Regions from separate parts of the Macaca mulatta genome. Here regions 1, 2 and 3 are each linked to region 4. A link is a contact called in public Hi-C data. All regions are on one chromosome and are shown on one strand. The core of a region is the stretch at or near the end of the contact, and the rest is flanking DNA. Distances in the headings are between cores, read along the strand shown.

The links. A called contact is a pair of places that touch in the nucleus more often than the background predicts.
Region 1: a contact with region 4 is called in a Hi-C map of fetal cortical plate, with 3 times the contacts expected there. The contact joins the promoter of GTF3C6 here to the promoter of AMD1 in region 4. A contact is called at or near these places in 5 of 14 Hi-C or Micro-C datasets (CD4 T cells, blood, cortical neurons and 2 more).
Region 2: a contact with region 4 is called in a Hi-C map of fetal cortex germinal zone, with 2.9 times the contacts expected there. The contact joins the promoter of CDK19 here to the promoter of AMD1 in region 4. A contact is called at or near these places in 6 of 14 Hi-C or Micro-C datasets (CD4 T cells, blood, cortical neurons and 3 more).
Region 3: a contact with region 4 is called in a Hi-C map of liver, with 3 times the contacts expected there. The contact joins the promoter of RPF2 here to the promoter of AMD1 in region 4. A contact is called at or near these places in 2 of 14 Hi-C or Micro-C datasets (fetal cortical plate and liver).

Annotation. Positions count from the first base shown.
Region 1 is chr4:16,037,469-16,041,834 of T2T-MMU8v2.0, reverse strand. It overlaps GTF3C6 (general transcription factor IIIC subunit 6), which reads right to left and starts at 1,563. Exons shown (of 5, transcript XM_028847033.2): 1 at 1,442-1,563; 2 at 1,012-1,092. The coding sequence starts at 1,495. LOC144340263 (a long non-coding RNA gene) reads left to right here. Exons shown (of 4, transcript XR_013416162.1): 4 at 1-936.
Region 2 is chr4:15,875,327-15,879,707 of T2T-MMU8v2.0, reverse strand. CDK19 (cyclin dependent kinase 19) reads left to right here and starts at 1,753. Exons shown (of 13, transcript XM_077999285.1): 1 at 1,753-2,203. The coding sequence starts at 2,076.
Region 3 is chr4:16,061,460-16,065,477 of T2T-MMU8v2.0, reverse strand. RPF2 (ribosome production factor 2 homolog) reads right to left here and starts at 1,301. Exons shown (of 10, transcript NM_001258154.1): 1 at 1,260-1,301. The coding sequence starts at 1,282. LOC144340263 (a long non-coding RNA gene) reads left to right here and starts at 1,386. Exons shown (of 4, transcript XR_013416162.1): 1 at 1,386-1,503.
Region 4 is chr4:15,949,975-15,953,984 of T2T-MMU8v2.0, reverse strand. AMD1 (adenosylmethionine decarboxylase 1) reads right to left here and starts at 2,621. Exons shown (of 9, transcript XM_015137572.3): 1 at 2,193-2,621. The coding sequence starts at 2,302.

The DNA of each region.
Region 1 (4,366 bases), core at 314-2,813, 89 kb before region 4:
CTTAATTCATACTCAAGTAACAAGGTCTATTTCAATCAGCATCTTCTTCAAGAGTAAGCTAAGAACAGAGGAAGTTTTGTCAACAGTAGTGCAAAGAGTCTATCTATCTGTCATCTATCTATTTTTTGAGACAGTGTCTAGCTCTGTCACCCAGGCTGGAATGCAGTGGCATGATCATGGCTCACTGCAGCCTTGACCACGAGGGTTCAGGCAATCCTCCCACCCCAGCCTCCTGAGCAGCAGGGACCACAGGAGCATGCCACCATGCCCAGCTAATTTATTATTTTTTTTTATTTTTATTTTTTGAGATGGAGTTTTGCCCTTTGTTGCCCAGGCTGGAGTGCAGTGGCGCGATTTCGGTCCTGCAACCTCCGCCTCCAGGGATCACGCGGTTCTCCTCTCTCAGCCTCCCGAGTAGCTGGGATTACAGGCGTCCACCACCATCCTCGGCTAATTTTTGTATTTTAGTAGAGATGGGATTTCACCATGTTGGCCAGGCTGGTCTCCAACTCCTGACCTCGTGATCCATCCACCTCGGCCTCCCAAACTGTTGGGATTACAGGCGTGAGCCACCGCGCCCAGCCATTTATTGTTATTATTATTGTAGAGAGGGGGTCTCGCTATGTTGCCCAGGATGGTCTCCAATTCCTGGGCTCAAGTGATCCTCCCACCTCTGCTGAGATTATAGGAGTGCTGAGATTATAGGAATATATGTACTGTTCCATATCACAATGTTACTTCCTCCAAATCTGTAACTTTCTCTTCAGCCACACATTCAAACAAGCAAGCAAAGTTAGCCATTTTCTCCTATCTGCTCCCATAGTACCCCTGTACTTTTACATTACACTTAATTATATATTAATTAATTATACTTAGTGTACTTCTTATCCTTAGAGTTCACTGCTTTGTAAGGTGAAATAAATATATCAATACTTGTGGACAGGTATTTCACCATTCTTGTTTTACATTTAAGAAACTCTAGAACAATCCCCCCAAGTCTAGAAAACTCACCAAAACCTTGCATTTATTTTGACATTTTGAGAGAAAGTCTGAATCAATAATTCCTGATAATTCCACCAGAACCAACTGCTCCTGGTGAAAGAAAGAGGGGTTAATTAACATGCTAGCACGCGAGCGGGCAAGAGGGAGCAATTAGCAAAAGAAGCCAAAAATCCCACCTTTGTGAAAACAGGACTCTGTTTTCAGCAAGAGGAAACGACGCTACCTAAGGTAACTTCCCGGTACTTCCCATCCTAAGTACGGGGTGACGATTAGGGCTCAGGTCCCAAGCTGCCCGGCTCCGCGTGCCCAGGAGCAAGAAGCCGGTGAGGAGCGTCGGGGCCTCCCTCCCGCCCGCAGCTCCCCGACTCCCTTCCCCACACACGGCCAGCACAGGTATCACCGCCACTGCGGTGCAGGCTTTCGGCGTAGCGCTTACTACCTCCTCTTCCTCCTCTTCTCTGTCTTCCAGACCCCGCTCGTCGGCCGCCGCCATGGTCCCTTGGCGCTTCGCCTCCTAGTCACTGGCCACGCCCGCCCGGAGCCGCCATCTTGAGTGCGGGCAGCAGCTCCTACGCGGAGCAGCTCACTGGGTTCCTGCCACTCCGCTCCTCGCCGCGCAAACCGCTCCTGCCAGAACTCAAGATGTCGGCTTCCGGTGGGCGGGTGGCTACGGGCGCCGAGAGCGCTGGTGCTCGCGTGGAGACTCGCAACGGCCCACTCCTTGCTTAGTGACTGAAAGCGGGGGCGGGGGCTAGGCTGCTGTAGGCAGCGGAGCGCTGTCGGTCACGCAAGACAGGCCCTGCGATCTAGGGAGTCGCCGGGCTCCCGGTCCCGCTGGCGGGGAGGACTGGCAAGGCACAGGGGATAAAGGTGAAAGCAAGGAAACCATGGTTTCAGGCGGATCATGGACAGAAAGGCCTTGTGTTGACCCGAGCACATTTCTTGGAAAGAAATTATTAATATTGTGTCAGCGCTCATCCTCAATTCAACGTCCCCCAAGCCAAGTTAAAGGCACATTCAGTTTAACACTAATGAGCGCCTACACGGTAAAAAGCACTGCACCAGGAGCTATGAAAAATAGAAAGTGGGCTTAAGTTTTAGGCCTGCAGGAGCATAGGATCTGTGAGAGGTATATAAATGGACCCAAGCAAGTGCTGTAGAGATACACATTGTTATAGCAATACAGAGACCTGGGCAAGAGAAGTTTGAACAGAATTTTCTTAAAGTATCCCATAGATGTTTCTGATTATGAAAGAAATGGTCTTCGAAAGAAATGGTCTTCCTACCTGAGATAGCATGATCTAGTGGTTAAGATCATGAGCGTTGGATATTTATTTATTTAGAGATGGAGTTTTGCTCTTGTTGCCCAGGCTGGAGTGCAATAGTGTCATCTGGACTCACTGCAACCTCCACTTCCCAGGTTCAAGCGATTCTCCTGCCTCAGCCTCCCGAGTAGCTGCGATTATAGGCATGCGCCACCACGCCCGGCTAATTCTGTTATTTTTTATTAGAGACGGGGTTTCTCCATGTTGGTCAGGCTGGTCTCGAACTCCTGACCTCCCAAAATGCTGGGATTGCAGGCATGAGCCACCGCGCCCAACCTGAGCTTTGGATTTTAATACCTGTCAAGTTCTACTGCATTAACAGCAAGGCTTTGGGCAGATTGGTTATTGTGAGGATTAAATGAGACAATACATATAAAATAAATTTAGCCCAGTATTCAGCACATAGTAAGCATTTAAAGTGCATTTAATCTATTATTAGTAGTAATATATAATTTTTTTAGTATGCTGCTCTCTTTCTTTTATTCTTTGTTTCTTTCTCTTTCTCTCTTTCTTTCCTTTCTTTTTTGTGACAGGGTCTGGCTCTGTGGCCCAGCCTGGAATGCAGTGGTGCCATCGTAGCTCCGTGTACCCTCAAACTCCTGGGCTCAAAGGGAGCCTCCTATCTCTGCTTCCTGAGTAACTGGGACTACAGGTGCACGCCACAGTGCCTGTCTTTACATAATGGTTGTATGAGTGTGCCATAACTTGATCCTCTATTTTTTAACACATAGGTTATTTACAATTTGTGGATATTGTAAATAACATTGTAGTAAACACTCTTCTGTGTATATTTTTGTCCAGTTGCCTAATTAAATGTATTTCATAGTTTAAAAAAGTAGAAGGAACACTGGACCTGTTAGAAGTACATTTGAATTCTAGCTCTGAAGCTTAATAATTGTGAACTTTTCCAACCTCAGTTTTCTTTCTTCTTTCTTTTTTTGAGATGGAGTCTTGCTCAGTCGCCCAGACTGGAGTGCGGTGGCGCGATCTCGGCTCACTGCAAGCTCCTTCTCCCGGGTTCACGCCATTCTCCTGCCTCAGCCTCCCGAGTAGCTGGGACTAGAGGTACCCGCCACCACGCCCGGCTAATTCGTTTGTATTTTTAGTAGAGACAGGGTTTCACCGTGTTAGCCAGCATGGTCTCGATCTCTTGACCTCGTGATCCGCCGTCTCGGCCTCCCAAAGTGCTGGGATTGCAGGAGTGAGCCACCGCGCCCGGCCATCAGTTTTCTTATTTATTATATGAGAATGAAAATAATTATGCTTACACCAGGCGCGGTGTGCCTGAGCCATCCTAGTAGCTGGGATTACAGGTGTGCGATACCACACCTGGCTAATTTTTGTATTTTTAGTAGAGACGGGGTTTTGCCATGTTGGCCAGGCTGGCCTCGAACTCCTGACCTCAAGTGATCCACCTGCCTCGGCCTCCCAAAGTGCTGGGATTACAGGCATGAGACGCCTCACCCGGCCAGAAAGTGAGCCTTCTACCCCTGTCCCCCAACCATTTGTACTAGTTTCTTTTATATCCTTTCAAAGATATTCTGTGTGTTTACAAAAACACGTGTATATAAAATCTGTGAAATAATTTTTATTTATTTATTATTTTTTTTTTTTGACAGAATGAGACCGTCTCATTCTGTCACCCAGGCTGGAGTGCAGTGGCACCATCTCGGCTCCCTGCAACCTCTGCCTCCTGGGTTCAAGCAATTCTCTTGCCTCAGTCTCCCAAGTAGCTGGGACTACAGGCACCTGCCACTATGCCCAGCTAATGTTTGTGTTTTGATTAGAGACAGGGTTTCACCATATTGGCCAGGCTGGTCTTGAACTCCTGACCTCAGGTAATCCACCTTCCTCAGCCTCCCAAAGTGCTGGGATTACAGGTGTGAGCCCCCGCAGCCAACCAATAATTTTAATATTAGAATGTGGCATGCATACTGGAAAACCATTCCCTTGGAAGGAAGACATGATCTAGAGCTTGTACCCTGTGAAAATAAGCTTAAAGTTTGAAACATCTTTCAGACTCAAAACAGGAGCTTATT
Region 2 (4,381 bases), core at 504-3,003, 73 kb after region 4:
TTAACTTTCCTTATCTACCTACCACTTTGGGTAGAACTGACAATTCTCTTCTTTGTCCTCCTAATGAATGTGTTATGTCCTATCCTAGCACCAATCACGTTTAAGTGTGTATTCCCAAGCATTTGAGACATTAGGCTCACCATTACAGGGGAGGAAACCTTTCTAGGTTCTTCAGCTGGTCTATAAACTAAATTGATACCAGCCAGGTTAACAGGAGAAAAACAGTTTTAATTATGTATGTATGCACAAGAGTCCCACAAAATATGAGACTCAAAGAAGGGCCAGATATTTGACACTTACATTACAACCTGGCCTCAGAAAGGAAGTGGGGGCCCGGTGTGGTGGCACGAACCTGTAATCCCAGCTACTCAGGAGTCTGCGGCAGGAGGATCCTTGATCCCAGGAGTTGGACGCCAGCCTGGGCAACACAGCAAGGCCAGTCTCTTTAAAATAAAAGTGGGGCTTGGGGCTTCCAGGGGGTGGTGGAGACAAGTTAAGGGAGGATAAGAGGAGAAAACGTAAGATGAATAAAGGTTGACGTTTATGCAGATAAAAGTATCTCATCATACTAGTTGACTAGGAGCAGCTCTCTTTCTGGTACAGATTCCTTTAATTATGAAAATTTCCTTTAGAAATGTACATTTCTCTTTACAAAGGGACAGTTTTATCCTTTATTTTAGGCAGTAGTGGGATAAGTGAAGCATTTTCCTGTGTTGGCTGGATCTTATTTTTGCTGAAAGACATCAATATGCCAGAGTGGCATATTTTGGGGTGGCATATTCTGGACTCCTTCAGTTATAATTTGTGGTAGTGTGTCCTGAGCCCCAACACAATGAAATCAATCAACGTTCACCCTAACTAAAGGGGCTTTCTTAAATATTCTAGGAGAACCTCTCCACCATGCATAGACCGTAAAAAATCCTTTAAAATTCAACCCAAAGGATAGTTTTAAAACGCGGCTTCCTCCAGGCACTTTTAATTGTTCTTAGACAGATGGCCAAACCTAGTTATGCGAACCGCATATGCTAAGAGAAAACTGACTAGAGCGCCAAGAAAATGATGATTGGCTGCCGGAGCTCAGAAGTTGCATGTTCTTCTCTGGCCAAAGCAGGCACTAGGAAACTGCTGAAGGTTCAGTTTTTGAAATACGGTTTTTGCATCGTAAAGAAAAAAGATCAACCTATCAGGAAGAACCGAGCACATCCAATCGCCAATCAAGAGCGGGAAAGAAGCCAAAGCCTGGGGATACCCACGCACCAACGAGGACGTCATTCTCAAGCCCCCGCCAATGAACAGCGGGACGGGGGGCGGGGCAATAGGCGGACCCATTGCCCTAGAAAACAAACAAGCTGCGGTACAACTGTCCTCACTAGCCCTCTCTTCCGAAGCTACTGCAGCCAAGCCCTCAGCAAGGTGCTGATTTAATGCTTTCTATGCTTTGTGCGTGAGGCTAGTTACAGTGGAGTATCCCCTTCCCACTAAAGTAAGGCACTTCTTTCCAGTGCCTCCCCGAGAACTGCAGAAAGCACACTGGAACTTCTAGCTTTCCACCTTCACAGCAACCGGGAGCCCCGCGCTACCTGAGGGGGAGGGGCGGCCCTGGTACGCAGGCGCGCATGCTTTGTCGGGGGCGAGGCTGTGGCGGCCCGAGGTAACCTGGGAGCTGTATTTCTTAGGCCGGCGAAACCGCCCTGGCCGCTGAGGCCTTCGGGACTACATTTCCCAGGAGGCCCCGCGACCATGGGGCGGGCCGGTGAGTTCGTTAATGAGCTCGAAGAAGCCACGGCGCGGCCCACCAGGTTCCAAAACAAGGAAATGAAGAGGGGAGGCGGGACTGGGGGTGCCTGTGGGAGCCGCCGCCGCCGTCGCGGAGGAGGAGGAAGAGGTGGAGGAGGTGGCTGCTGCGGCCGCCGAGGAGTCCCTTGCTGAAGGCGGACCGCGGAGCGGCGGGCGGCGCGCGCGCGCGCCCGAGAGGCGTCTGTTGGAGAAGTGGAGCGGCGGTCGCGGGGGGAGGAGGAGGAGGGACTGAGCGGCGGCGGCCCCCGCGTCCCGTGCCTCTATGGGGGAAGCAGACAATGGATTATGATTTCAAGGCGAAGCTGGCGGCGGAGCGGGAGCGGGTGGAGGATTTGTTTGAGTACGAAGGGTGCAAAGTGGGACGCGGCACCTACGGGCACGTCTACAAGGCGAGGCGGAAAGATGGGTAAGAGCAGGGGCGGGAGGAGTAGGCTCTCTCGGGTCCTCGCCCTGCCCGCGACCTGGCGGGATGGGTGGGTCGGATCCCAGTCGGGCCGTGCCCGATGGGCGAGGCGGAGGGGATCGCGGGGTCGCGTCCCGACACCGACTCCGAGGGGCGCCCATTCCGCCCGCCTCCCCCGCGCGGTCGCCGTCGCGCCCCTCGAACTCCCGCGGAGCAGCTCGGTCCGAGGCGTCGGTCCCGTCCCAGAGGGACGCCCTCCGAGTGCTCGGAGACGGCGGCGGGACTCGAGTTGGGACCGCGGTGGAGGAGGAGTTTTGGGGTCTGGTCTCTTGGGGGAACGCAGCGGGCAGGCAGAGCTCCGCCGCGGAATTGCCGCTCCGGCCCTGTGTAGTGACGGTCGTTGTGGAACTTCCAATCGGCTGAGCGCCTCGCGGGGGCGGCGGTTTGAAACCTCGCCGGGGAGCCCGTCGGACGAACACGGCCTGGGGTCCTCGCCAGCCCGGCGGCTCTGACCCGCTGGGCACCGCCGCCCCCGGCCGCGATCTCCGCCCCCTGGGGCTGGCCGGCCCGTTGGCCCCTCTATGCGGTACTCCCATCCCTGTCGTATGCCCGGCGTCCCGGATTTTTCATTCTCACATTCTGAATTGCGTACCTTCCCCCTTCGAAGGAGACCTGATGGGCCAGCTGCGTTTCGCAAGCAGTAACTTAAGAGTTGGCTCAGTTCTCTGCTAACCACCCTTTACCTCGCAGCCCCTTGGCTATCTTGGGTATTATGTCCTCCACTCCATCCTCTGCCCGATGACTGTGGGCTGGGGCTTATCGAGTACCTAGATTATCAGGAAGGGAATACAGAGTGACAAAGCTGGGCCTGAACCTTTGTTTTCCTAGGAGTTGGGGGAGAACTGTAGGAACACCTTGGGAAGGCTTTACTGATTGTCCTCTTAAGATAAGAAGAGCTGAATAAAGTACTGAGAATGCCTATCCTTACTTGGTCCTGGAGGGCAGACAGCAGCTACAGCAGGGCCGGTGGAACCAGCTTCCTGGCAGGAATTACCCTCCCCCAAGGTTAGGGACCCAGGAAGATACCCTGTCCAGCATAGACTTTAAAGAGAGTCAAACTCTACGGAAGAGGATTGTAACGGAATATTTCTGAATACACTGATGATCAGCCACAATGACATTAGTAAAATTTGAAGTGCTGCTTATCTTTGTGCGCGCTGTTATAATTTGATGTGGTTGGTATATGAACTCTAGGACCAAAGTAGGTTGTATGCGTATGCACTAATTTCATAAAACAAACAACTCTAGTGTTTTGTCATAAGGTATCGTGAAAATTGCAAAGTACTATCCAAGTGTAAAGGATTATTATTGCAGAGTTTTTTTTTTCTCTTGTAATAACTTGAACAGGCCTCAAGGTACTCAGTTGTTTCTCATAATTCCTTTAATTACCAGGTGTCCTTGAATGCTTATCATAGAATGTGAGTTACTATAATTAACATATTTTGGTTTTGGAATATCCACTCTACCTGTTATACTAGTGTTCTTGTGGGAATTTTATCAGATATATTTGGGGAAAGCACATCCAGTTTTCCTGTTTGGACACTTAATAAATCTGAGGTGGGTTTTTCCCATACTCCTCATGCTAACTTTGTAATATACTTTAGGTTTTAAAAAATGTATTTTAGTGGGGTTTTTTGTTGTTGTTGTTGTTAAAATAGCTTTCTCTTATTAGGGAACGTTTGAGAAGTTAAAAATTCTGCTTCTGAATTGTATTTGAATAGTATGGGCTTATAACAAAAACCAGATAATTCCTGCTTCTATATTTTTTGAATATTTTTCCCCTCTAATAAAGTGCTTGATTCGAATACACTTCCTTTTTGAGTGAAATTTGTTAATTAGAATGAATAAAGCTTCTTTACTAGAGTAAGATTAGTTTGGTTGTCTTCAAAATATAATGCTCTTTTTTTCTTAAAAAAAAAAAGTCTCAGGGTCTGAAAGTGTTAGTTTAAATCACTATGTTATGTATAAGAAAAACCATAATAAAGGCTTTTTTCCTGGATGAAAGATCTGGTTGAGATTTGCAACTTTACAGTAAACACCCACATCTCTTGTGGGTTGGTAGTGGGATTAGTTTTATGTTCATTGATACCAGCAATCTGAAAGAACATCTGTGTCCTTTGG
Region 3 (4,018 bases), core at 52-2,551, 110 kb before region 4:
GAGCCATACCCTGTCTCAAAAAAAAAATGTTTTTTAAGCCAGATTTAAAAATTCATGTAGACCAATTACCCTGTAAACTATTAAGGGAAAATAAATTCATTATTCTGACTTTATGATGTGACAGTAGGAATGGCGTATTTTTATACATTTCTGTTCAAAAAAGGGGCTTCACCTCTGCTTCCTCTACAATGAGCACCCTGATTTTTCAGACAGTTCTCTGTCATCTACTGAAAGAATTCTCCTCCCAAACAATTATGACCCTCCCTCGTCCAGTCCCATGGACACTTTGGGAAGAAAGAGACTATACATGCACTTTAGTTTCCCATGTAGATTTTAAAAATCCTCCTCCAGAGATAATGTCACATATAAAGCTTCTAATCATTTACTGGTTGATAAAGATACAAATTATTCTATCTTCTGTAACTCATTAAACAGCAACAAATGCAAATAGCGATTAACATGTTTTATTAGCTGCCTGGCTCCCAATTAATGTGTAAACTAGTCCCAATACCTAGTAAACGACTCTTCTTTGTAGTCCAAACAGCTAGAGGCATAGCAGGTGTGCAAAAAAATCTCTGAATGACTAAAACTGTCGTTTTGGATACATACTAACCTACGTAAATAGCAAGAAAACCACAGCAAATAACAGCAGGGCTGTTTAGCACAATAAATATTCTTGAACAAATTTAAAACAGGTATTATTCAAGGATAACTCAGAGGAGTGTACAAAGTCGGAAAGAAAAAAAACCAAAACTAATGAACATTTCTACGTGCTGCAGCAAAGGCTCTACATACATTCGCAAAACTAACCCTCACAGCTCTAAGAAATATGACTATGATGAGTGCTATTTTACAGAGTAAACTGAGATTTAGAGACATTTAATGACCCAAAGTCACAAAGCTTTAAGTGAACACGCCAGACTGTCACCCAGATCTGTCGGATTCCGAGGGCTGTGCCCATAACCCCACTCTAACTAACCTGTCTCATACTTCGGAAGTCAGATGTTTTTCAACTGACTAGGATAAAAGCGGCCAACGCTTCAATCCCACATCCCATCCCGCGATTCCCACCTGAGAGCTTCCCCACTGTCTCCTGGCAAGTAGCTCGCGCTGAGGAAAACCCCGGCTGGTGATCGATCGGCTCCCACCCAGGCAAGAAGAGGGGTAACCAGGAAGAGTGAGAGGCCGAGACAATACCACCCTCATCACGGGACCCTTTCACCCCAACGTTCCCCGGGGCGGAGAACCAGCGAACTTACACAACTCGATCCAGAGTGTCCATCGCTACTGCTCCCTGCAACTCTTAACTAAGTGGATGCACGTGCACCCGGCGATTACGTGCGCCGGAACAGGCAGAACCGGAAGCTGAGCGCAACGCCACTTCCGGGGACGCCCTCGCCGACGGTGCCTGGAGGTGTTGGCGGCCATTTTGATTGGAATCGCGCCCTGTTCCCTTGGTTACGGATTTTTGCCCTGGCTCTTTCCCGGAATTACAGGTGCGAGGTAATACTTTTAAGTAACATTGGCCGGGTGTGGTGGCTCACGCCTGTAATTCCAGGATTTTGGGAGGCCTAGACGGGCGGATCACCTGATACCAGGAGTTCGAGACCAGCCTGGCCAACATGGCGAAACCCCGTCTCTACTAAAAATACAAAAATTAGCCGGTCGTGGTGGCGGGCGCCTGTAACCCCAGCTACTCGGGAGGCTGAGGCAGGGAGAATTGCTTGAACCCGGGAGGGGGAGGTTGCAGTGAGCCGATATCGCGCCACTGCAAAATCCGGCCTGGGCGACAGAGCGAGACTCCTTCTCAAAAAAAAAAAAAGTAACATAGACTCTCACAGTATGATGTACACGCTAGTTGTATACTTGGAGTCAGGTATTCAGAAGCCAGATTTTATTCTTCAGGGAATCCCAGGATGCTAGAAAGGTTGATTGCACGGTAGGTACTCACATAATCACTAAAAACATTAATGTGAAATGGGCACTATTGACAACTGTGCGATCAGCGTGACAGAGTTTGTCTATCACAGTTGCCCAGTACATAAAATATGCGCAGAAAAGGTACTGCTGATCGTGATTTTTTCCCCAGTTTTTAAGTTACCACATAATTCACATACCATAAAATTTACCCCTTTAAAGTGTACAATTCATTGGTTTTTCGTGTATTCACAAAGGTGTGCAAACATCACCACTAATTCCAGAATATTTAATCACCTCAAAAAGAACCCCCTCGACACACAAACCCAGTAGCGGTCCAAGCCCCACTTCCCCCTCCTGCCAGCCCTTGGCAACCAATAATCTACTTTATGTTCGGTGGATTTGCGTATTCTGAATATACATAAATGAATTCGTGCAACGTATGGCCTTTTGTGTCTGACTTCTTTCACTATCTGTTTTTGAGGTTCATACATGTTGTAGCATGGATCAGTACTTCCATTTTGTTAGCACTGAATAATATTGCTTTGTATGGATATACCACATTTTCTTTATCTGTTCGTCAACCTAGGTACTTTTTTTTTTTTTCCGACGTAGTCTTGCTCTGTCGCCCAGGCTGAAGTGCAGTGGTGCGATCTTGGCTCACTGCACCCACCACCTCCCAGGTTCAAGCAGTTCTCCTGCCTCAGTCTCCCAAGTAGCTGGGATTACATGCACGCACCACCACACCTTGCTAATTTTTGTATTTTTTAGTAGAGACAAGGTTTCACCATGTTGGCCAGGCTGGTCTTACCTGAACTCCTGAGCTCAGGTAATCCACCCGCCTCAGCCTCTCAAAGTGCTAGGAATACAGGCGTGAGCTACTGTGCCTGGCCAGCTTATGTACATTTGAGTGGTTCCCATTTTTTGGCTACTGTGGATTATGCTGCTTTGTGTTTTTTTGTTTTGCTTTGCTTTGTTTTGTTTCTGAGACAGTCTCGCTCTGTCACACAAGCTGGAGTGCGGTGGTGCAATCTCAGCTTACTGCAACCTCCATCTCCCGGGTTCAAGCTATTCTAGTGCCTCAGCCTCCCAAGTAGCTGGGACCACAAGCGCGTGCCACCCCACCCAGCTGCTTTGAATATTATTTTCCAAATTTTGTGTGGACATATGTTTTCAGTTCTCTAGGAGTAAAATTGCTGGGTCATATGCTAACTCTTAAGTGTAACATTTTGAGGCACTGGTAAACTGTTTTCCAAAGCACCTGCACCACTTACATTTCCCATGAGCAATGTAAGAGGGTTTGGTATTAGTTTCCTATTTCTGTTGTAACAAATTACCACACATTTATTATTTTATTCTTCAGGAAGTCAGAAGTCTGAAATAGTTTTGCAGGTCTAAAACGAAGGCCAGGAGCCGTGGCTCATGCCTGTAATCCCAGCACTTTTCGGAGGCTGAGGTGGGCGGATCACGAGGTCAGGACATCAAGACTATCCTGGCTAACATGGTGAAACTCCATCTCTACTAAAAATACAAAAAATTAGCCAGGTGTGGTGGCACACCTGTAGTCCCAGCTACTTGGGAGGCTGGGGCAGGAGAATCACTTGAACGCGGGAGGTGGAGGTTTTGATAAGCCGAGATCGCACCACTGTACTCCAGCCTGGACAACAGAGTGAGACTGTGTCTCTTAAGTAAGTAAGTAAGTAAATAAATAAATAAATAAATAAATAAAATAAATCGAAGAAGTCAGTAGGACTACCTTCCACCTGGAGGCTTCAGGGTAGAATAGGTTTCTTGGCTTTTTCCAGCTTCTAGAGACTGTCTGCATATTTTGGCATTTCTCCATCTTCAGAGGTCATCAGTTGAACTTCTGCTTCCATTGTCACATCTTTTTCTGTGATGCTCTGACACTTCTAACTCCCTCTTAATAAAACGCTTGTGATTACATGGGCATCACCTGGATAATCCATGATAATCTGAAGATCCTTAATTGTATAGCAAATTCCTTCTGGGCATGTAAAGTAACATATTCACAGATACTTGGGGTTCTCAACATCTTTGGGCTGGGAGTTGAAGGAAGCATTATTCTATCTACCAAAAGTTC
Region 4 (4,010 bases), core at 1,372-3,871:
TGTTGATTTTAGGTGATTCAACGAACACCTACTATTTCAAGCTTTTTTAACATCCCGGTAAATAACCTAACCAGTTGAGTGGTCGCTGAAAAATGTTCCTACGAAGGTTACCAGGGGACCTTAGTTAAATCAATAGATTTTTCCGTTCTTGCTTAACTTGCTTTATCTACAACAATTACAATGTGGCAGTATACTACCAGTAGTTGTTCAATGAATGTTACATGCCCACAAAATGGATGGCACTAAATCATGAACTCTACAGGGAATATTTTGTCCTTCAAAGTTCAACTTTGGCCATGATTTTAAGAGCCACACTGGAGCAGTAAAACATTTTGGGCTGATCAAAGTACAAAGTAAAAGGGATTCTTAAACATTTAAAGAAAGCAGGCTGCTTTGTTAAAAGCCTCTTCCCCCTCTCCACTTTGACTCAGGAAGCTCTAAACAGCCAAACCGCCAAGAACTTGGGGGCGAACAAAACCTTCTTCCCTTTATTAAGAACATGTACTTACTATTATTTAAGGGCTCAAACATTTAAAAAGCCAAAGTGACAATTTCTGCTATTCGTTTTCTAGAACTGTTCTTACCCATCAGTTCTTCCTTGCCAAGATTTTGTAGGTTAATTATCCTGATCACAATCGTTTTTACCACACACCTATCACAAATACCAGCCTTCTCATTTGTGAAATGAAGGAAATACTAAGCTTCTCCATGACCAAAGTCCGCTTCCTATAATCTGCATGTGAGCCTGGCACGTAGTAAGCGCTATAGACATTTTTAAGTGTCACACGAAGCTTGAAAAATGAGATGTGTGACATATTAGCTATCACTAGTAGCTTTTTTCTACAACGGAATCGTTCAAGATATACTGCTAGAAACTGGGTTTCCCATCGTGCCTTAAAGTCTCGGTAGCACGTGTCTGCCTGGATTCCCTTTTCCAGTTGCTTTTTGTCAAGGGACAGCTCCGAGATTAGCTAACATTCCTAAAACGCCCATTGGCCCACACCCTGGGGCCAGGCTCTGAGTCGGGCCCAGGAGCCCATTGGTCGCCGCCTCTCAATGAAGCTGGCCACGCCGGTTACTCCGTAGCACGGCCACTCTAGCCGCACTTGTGCGCAGAGGAGCCGGGGATCCGGTGGCAGGGCCTAGGAAGGCCATGGGTGGCCACCGGTGCGACCGCTGCCGGGAACAAGGCCCAAGCATCCACGGGATCTCTGGGCTTTTATTTAAGTATGGATTTCCACAGCAATACCAACTAACACGCCTCCTCGGCGCAGTCAGCCCAAGTATGTCTCGCGTGACGGCCGGCAGTAGGAGTGGGCCCCAGATTCCTTTGCTCAAGCTTAAGGCATTAGAGGCATTATGTCCTGGGGCAGGCGGGCCTCCCGCCACCCGCACCTCTCCCGCCGGCTCCGTGGCAGGTTACACAACCCAAGGTCAAGAGACTGGGGAGCAGCCCTCGGCGGGCTCAGCGGCCGTGTCGAGGGCGGCCCCGGGGACTGCTCCGTTTGCCCAGCCGCCCCGAAAAGGCTCTGGCGCAGAGCACGTTAGGGCAGCGGTGGGGCCCCGCCACTGCGACACAACTGCTCCCGCCCAATCCCCGCCGCCCGAGCGCCACAGGCTGCCCGCGGCCACCGCGGGTGGGAGGCCTGTTCGCCAGCCCCTCAGACAAGGCCGGGAGGGCCCCTCCTGTCCGCGCCCGCGGCAAGAACGAGCGCCGCTCCCGCCCTCCCTTCCCCGAAGCGGGCACGCCCGAATTAGCGCCTGACTAAGCCCGCCGAGCCACACCTGCCGGAGGCAACCCGCGCAGGCGCCCCCGACCCCCACCTGAGGCCCCTGCCGCCAACTACTACGGAGAGGAACGTCGGGAGGCGCGGGCCGCAAAACCACCCCGGGCCGCGCCTCCCGCCGCCCAGCGCGGGACTTTACCTGAGCACGCGGCCGCGCCGGCCTCCTCCCCTCCCCCAGGACAGTGCCAGGCGCGGCAACCACCGCGGGAGAAGCCGGCTCCGGCCCGCGTGGACACGGCCGCTCTCCCCCAAACCGCGAACCTTCCAAGGCCGCCGAAGCGACCCCCGGCCGCAGACCTGCCCCCACCTGAAGGCGGAGGGAACTCGGGCCCCACCCGTGGCTGGTGCCTCGGCGGCGGCGACAGTCCCCAGGCCCGGATGTCAGCGAGCGCCCCGGGGACCCACCTTGGGATAGTGCGAAGATCCCCAGATCCTTGGTTTGCCTCGGGCTGCTGCCGGGAGAACCAAACCTCCAGCAGCTTCTCGGTCCCTTCGAAAAAATGTGCAGCTTCCATCACCGTGAGACTAGCGAACAACCAACAACCACAGAAAATCAACTAAATTAAACCTCTTCTCCCGCCGCTGCCGCCGCCGCTGCGGATTGTTCCAGCTGTGTTACTAAAGTTCAGGTTCCTTTTTTTTTGCTATAATTTTATATTAACTTTTTTTAAAAAAAGGACTAATAAAATTTTCCCGGCTTTGTGTGAGCGAAAGTTGAACGTAAGTCTTTTGGAAATAGAGGCAGATACAGTTCAGTCTCTTGTAGTCCGCTGCTTTCCCGTTAGAGAGAGTAGAGCGAGCGCTAGCTAATGTCGCCGGCCATACTGTGTAAGCGAGAGCGCTGCGTGAGCACCGCGCTTATATATCCCGGCTCCCCCAAAAGACCAGGAAGTGACGCATCGTCCCACCTCCACGGCCCATAGCTGCCGCCGCCTGTCAATCACTAGCGGCCGAGTGGCGGCTGGCTGGCCGAGGGCCTGGCGGAGAGCGCGGGGAGCTGCCCCCTGCGCTGCGGCTCGGGCTCTGGCCGGCTGTTGAGTGGTAGTCTTTACTGTGATGTCCAGCTGGGGACTGGAAACCTCGGGTCGAATGCAGAGTGGGTGGGGAGAGCGGGAACCGAATGAGGAAAGGCTGTGCAGAGCTGTTTAGGAAAAAAAATGATTAGCAGAAAACATGGGTGGGTCCTTAGCGGTGTTGGCGGGGTTCAGCGGGGACGGTGGCCAGCGCTGGGTTGGCGTGGTGCTTTCAATCTTGTGCAGTTCACCGCGACTGCTGAGGTACTTGGCCATTCTTTAAAGTGTGTTTTCCCAAGGCGAACGCAGCCAGGCGTTAAAACTAAACATTTGTCCGTGACGCGCACGTTGCCAGGGGTCGAATTAGAAGGCGCTTTAATTCTGCTCACGCCTTGGCTGACGTGCGAATGAATGCAGTCCTCGGCTGGTTTATACAATAGCCAGAAGCATTGTCTTCTCATTTCAGAAGAGAAAAGCAACGTGGCGCCCAGCCTTGGAGGGCTCCGGCTCTACCCACCTCCCGCCGTGTGGCTCGCCATGCCTCCGAATTGACTGAGCACAGCAGCCGCCGGGAAACACTGGCAACTCCGTTGCTCCATTAGCTCAACTGGTGGGAATTTATTCAGCAAAACTACTTCTAGAAACTGAATGTGTTAAATATAATCTGAAATTTGATCATGTTTTTCTTTGAATTTTATCAAGCTGATGTATTAATTGATGGAGGTTCTCCTTACCCCCCAAAATTTACAGTGCTATCTTCTCATGTGCTTAAGAAGGATTTACCTGGCAATTAATATCACACGGATTCCAGAGCTATCACTGGTGGTAATTTAACGAACTATCAGTCTAATATTTTATAAATATTAAGTGTAAAATAGTCGTCAAGCCACGGTCAAACAGTTTAACCTCAGATGGCAAAATTGTGGTAACAAAGTTATGACTTTTACTTGGAAATATGGGAGGAAAAAACCCAAGCTGACATAAAAATTGCTATTGTCGCAAGACAAAAAGACTTTTCGCTATCTTCCTTAGAAAAAAACTTTCCCCAAAGTGAAGTAAGATGATGTCAGCATGAAAAATCCACTGAAAAAGACATGGTTTGGGTTTGCACTCTAGATACCCTGCAGAATAGCACTTGTCTTACAAGAACATGGATTCACATGTCTCCGTGAAACCTGTTGAAAGAAGCTATGTTGTGAGCTAGGTACAT